Linked DNA regions of Gossypium hirsutum: region 2 is linked to region 1. Evidence: chromatin contacts called from public Hi-C data. All regions are on one chromosome and are shown on one strand. Each heading gives the region's core, a stretch centred on a gene start, on an enhancer-like site or on the middle of the called end of the contact. The rest is flanking DNA. Distances are from core to core; before and after follow the strand shown. Region 1 has its middle 12 kb from the start of LOC107951804. Region 2 holds the start of LOC107951802 (NADP-dependent malic enzyme).

Region 1 (2,556 bases), core at 22-2,521:
TTAGGACTCGATGATTGGGTCAAATGTAGGATCTCACAGTTTTTAATGAACTTGCGTATTGGTTTTATGCATATAATCTACTAATCTAGTCAAATTTTAATTGAAAACAATTATGATAAGGAATTTTTATGTTATGGACTTGTTTCCATGTGTTAAACATGTTTTCATACTTTTGGTTTGACATATATCTTGCTAGAAGGCATATAGAGACATGATTGCATGACTCGGAATACTATTTTCCTATAGTTCTAGATTTATGTCTTGGGACTAGATGAAAGTCTTAAGATATGGTAGCCTGAGTATTGAGACTTGATTTCCAAGTCTCATGTAACACTTTGTACCCAACTTGAATTAGAGACATTGATATTTTTAAAATTATGGAACTGAAATAAAATCAAAGAAATTACAAAATAAAAAATTTAGAAAAGAAGAATTTGAGAAAATTTGAATGAAAAACATTAAGAATAAAAGAGTTGAGAAAATTGCGAGAGTAGATGTATAAGATTGAGAGAATTGAGAGAATAGATAAATAAGATTGAATAATTTTTTTTTGAAAATAGACAAGGTATATATAGGAACAAAAATGTTAACATTGGAGAAAAAAGTGTTACCATTCGTCAACTTGCCATTGATCCCAAGGTTAGAAACTCAATGATGGTGATTATCTAACTGTTTATATAAATTTTTTTAGAAATCCGACTTTGGTACGATACAATGCCATGTGGCAAAAATGTGCCATGTGATTTTTTAAACCAGTACATTTTCACCTCTTTTCTCCACGTCACTTGAAAGCGCATTCTACATAATTTGTTTTTGCCTTCTCTTTCAAAAATCAACTTATTTCTGTAATTTCCAAATAAAACATATCAAACCTTAATTTTTTTTTAAATTGACATATATGCTTAATTTTCTTGGAAATAAAGAGGAAGGAAAAAAAAAAGATAATGAAAATCTTATCATTGACTCTCCAATATAATCTTCAAAGCAAGAAACAGTAGTCTGCAATGGTTAGAGATAATGATCAACAACAATTAAGGTTGAAACTTGAGATGAGAGAAGAGTTGAAAAGAAGTAGAGAGGCAGCCGTTGGAACATGTGATGTTGGAGTTTGCAGAATATAGAAAAGAGAAAAAATTTTGAGAGAAAGAGAGGAAGAGAGACTAACCTTTGCATTCAAATTTTTGCATAACTGCTTCTTGGGCCCTTGGGCAATTATAACCACCAGGCCGTTACAACCAATTTGAACTTCCGTTAGACATGTGCAATATTAGAGTGAAACGCACCATTTTACTCAATTCCCTTCATCAACACTAAAACGCTGCGTCTAACCCCCCCTTAAACTCTCCGTTTTATTGAAGTTTCTAAACATAAAAGATTAAACACTGTCGCTTTGTTAACTAACTTAACTGCTAATTAAGACTTAAGAATTTGACCCGTGTCAACATGGCAGAGCAAAAGCAGCAGGGTTGTACTTTTCTTCTTCTAGTGTTTTAGTAGGTACAAGACAGATTTTTTTTAGGTTGGGTGATTGGGTTGGATTGATTAAATTTTTTAGGGTTTGGTATGTTTTCGATGGATTTGGGTTGCAAAGTTCGGTTTAACTGGTTTTGCATTGGTTCATTCGGGCGGTTCAACTGAAGTTCACGACTCAACTAGTTCTCATCCTTACTCCGGATTTCAATAACATTGGAAAAAACAAAGAAATAATACTGAATATATAAACCCCAAAAATAAATCCAAAACCAAGTGAAAGAGGATATTATACCCTTCCCGGTTCCGGCCAACTTTTTCCGGTCAATCACTCACGCATTTTGGTTTTCGCTTAGAGCTGTAAATAATAAACATATATTAGTTCGGATTTCAATTGGTTAGGGTTTCTTTTTTCTCCCTTTAATACAGTAGGAGCTGGTTTTTGCTTTCAAGTATTTACTGGTTAGATTCCAGAGCAGTCTCTATCTCTTTCCTAGGGTTTGTGGAATTCAGAGTTCAATTCGTTGCTCTGTTTATCTCATTTAACGCTTTCTTCCCACTAATTTTTTTGCCGACCTTATTAAATTAAAAATTTTTGGCGGTTGATTTTGCTAGGGTTTTAGCTACTTAAGCTGAATTCTGGAAATTAGGATTTCGAAGTTTCGAATTTATTCCTTTTGGGTTTTTTTTTCTTGAAAGGAAAATAGGAAATTTCAAATTCGAGTTGAAGGTTTTCCAATTTGAATAAATTTCTTCAAGAAAACTAGGAGAAAAAAGAAGCCCAGAATTCAAAATCTCAAGTTTCATGTTTTACTGTTCTTTTATGCGGCTTCCTTATTGATTTATCTCTGTTTTTGATACTGTGATGAAGTGAATAAAAGAGAAGAAGAATGGCCTCGTATAGGTCATTCCCACCACAATCCTTTCCTCCTCCACCTCCACCAAATCAAAATCCTCTCCCACCCCAACAACATTATGATCAAAATTACAATCAAATGAATTTGAAATCAAATTATCATTACCCTTCTTCAAGACCGCCCCAACAACAGCAGCAGTCACCGCCTCCTCCACCTCCACTTCCACAGC
Region 2 (2,556 bases), core at 35-2,534, 58 kb before region 1:
GATAACATTTTCATAAAATATAATTCTTAATCGAATTTTTAAAAATTTCAATTACTTATTTACAAGTGAGAAAACATATTATTGGTGACACAATAATGCTAGAAATAACATCTTTTACAATGCTCAGGACTATGGCAATATCAGACACCTGCCTATATCTTATGTATTGTGCTTTGTCGCCTGACAAAGCTTGAGGTACAACGTTGCTAATATTGTTGAACCCCAACTATACGAATGAGCAGTTTGGAAATTAGCCAATAGAGGCAAGTACATTAGGTGGACTTTATTATTATTTGTGTTTGGCATGAGTGCCCCCTATCAACTCTATCATATATGCTCGAGCAACGCACATCTTCTCCCACTCAGAGGCACTACTCGATAAGGTTTTGATATTTTGTTTTAACCAGGAAAATCTCAAACTGGTAAACTTAGCACCACCATCACCCGTCGATCGTCCAAACAATTGATAGCAATGCGACGCAGGTTCGATCACTTTACTTGAACCTGTGACTGCAACTACCGTCCAATGGAAGCTCGAGTTGCAATGCAACATCTTCTAAGGTGATGGTGCACTCCTTACATGGCAAATGAAAATGTGTGGGTCTTCGGACGTCATCACTTAAATAAAGCGAATATTAAGTCAACCCTCAACTCAAACATTCTAATCAATGTCATTATTCCAAATCCCGATGCATCTTTTCCTTTTTTTTATCAACTTTTCTTCACTGATTTTTTTAAAAAAAATTCAAAACAATGTCACCTGTGTGTCAGACAAAATCAATAAAAAATATTTTCTTTTTCATATTTTTTATCTACTATATATACCTATGAAAATACATTATTTTAAAAATACATACTAATTCCGTCACTACGTCAGGCAACAAAAAAATATTACTTTTTAAAAACGAATGATTACAACATGATTGAGCATAAAGTAAGGGTAATTTTGCTTGTTTGTCCGACAACACCAAAATACAAGATAACAAACACCTTATTTTTATAATTAATTTGTTTCCCACTATATTTTTGTATTTAATTAAATTTTTAGTATTATTTAAAAGAAAAAAACCCAGCAAACCAAATATGGAATTTCCCACCAACCACGACAGACACAACCGCAAAAACCAAACTCAGATCATACACACAAACCCTTTCCTTTTATTCCAACTTAAAAAGCTTAGCAAGTGGGGTCCACAATTTATTAGGTTCATTCCACTTGTGAGGCAAGATGATGGTGGTACTTTCGTAATAAATGGGCAAAATGAGCTACCCACATGTCATCTGCAGACTAACGGAGGTAGAGAGGGAAAAACAAAAGTGGACACGTTTTCCTGGCATTTCTTCCTTTTCTCGCTGTTCCCTTCCATCTCTTTTTATCTCTCCCTTTTCACATATTAATATATAAACAATACAACAAAAGCTATATATTTATATTATTATATACTAAATATACACACATATCCAGCAGGGTCTCCTTTCTTTCTTTGCTCATTCAAGGACCGAGAGAGAGAGAGAGAGAGAGAGAGAGAGAGATCCAAAGGCTGCTCAAGCAAAGCTCAAGCCTTGGTCTTTCCGCATTTTCTGTCACCATGATCTCCTTGCATAGAAGCTGTTTTCTGGTAATTTCAAATCAACCCATTGTTACTCTCACTATTTCTTGACTACCCATTTCCTAGAATTTAATTCTAAATCGAAACTAAGAGATTTCCCTTCTTTCTCCCCTTTTTTTCTTTTTGGTATTTCAAGGTCCTTTTTATACCATTAAAGATCTCAAAGGTCTGCTTTTTTTTTCATTTTAATATTGTTACTGTCTGTTTTGAAACAGAACAACAGCGGCATTTCTGGGTCCTCAAGCCTTTTCTCTTACAAGTTGAATAAGCTGCCGCCAGCTTCGGTCAAAGCGACGGCTTTAGGTCCCAACAGCGATACAAACGCTAGCGTTCTAATTGAGAACAAGGCATTCAAAGAAATAACACAAGATGGCACTTCTGCTGCTGCTAACGTGGACATCAATCTCACCGTTGCCGGCGGTGATCGTGAAGTCTACTATGACGACGCCGCCACAGAGGATCAGCTTGTCACCCCTTGGTCTGTCTCTGTTGCTAGGTAAGATTCTATTATTTTTCCTTTCATAATAGCTATTTTCATTTTCTTCCTTATGAGCTTAATAGGTTTGCTTGCTATGTCATGATGGTTTGACATTTTTATACTTGTTTGTGAGATCTAATATCGTTGTTTTTGTGTGGTTTGTTGGACCCACTAAACTAAGCCCCTTTTTTAGTGCTGGATCTTATTTTATTGTATGGTTTATATTATAATAGTTTGTGTTTATTTATGATTTTCTTTTTGGTGCTTATGTGGTGGAATCTATGACTGTGTTTTATCTTCAATGCTAGATCTTTGCTTTGTTGCTGAAATTTTGTAATTGAGGAATTAGAAAGAAAAGAAACGAAACTTTTTAGTGCAAATTCAGAGATCTTCCTTGTCTGAGTAAAATAAATATATAGTTTTAGTGATCAATTCTTTGGGAGCTTTTATATTGTTTTCTTCTTCTTC

Evidence for each region. Hi-C and Micro-C count contacts between places; a contact is called where the count stands out from the background.
Region 2: a contact with region 1 is called in a Hi-C map of hypocotyl, with 1.7 times the contacts expected there. The contact joins the promoter of LOC107951802 here to the enhancer-like site in region 1. A contact is called at or near these places in 4 of 34 Hi-C or Micro-C datasets (callus, hypocotyl, leaf and 1 more).

Annotation. Positions count from the first base shown.
Region 1 is chrA02:83,539,711-83,542,266 of Gossypium_hirsutum_v2.1, reverse strand. It overlaps the pseudogene LOC107952365. Among protein-coding and RNA genes, the nearest start is that of LOC107951804, 12 kb to the right of the region's middle. Within about 2 kb of position 1,271, at least 9 of the 9 cell types and tissues checked have an H3K27ac peak or open chromatin away from gene starts, as enhancers often do. A contact at or near this core is called in hypocotyl and leaf, where this site is marked.
Region 2 is chrA02:83,598,141-83,600,696 of Gossypium_hirsutum_v2.1, reverse strand. LOC107951802 (NADP-dependent malic enzyme) reads left to right here and starts at 1,284. Exons shown (of 20, transcript XM_016886948.2): 1 at 1,284-1,619; 2 at 1,826-2,106. The coding sequence starts at 1,590.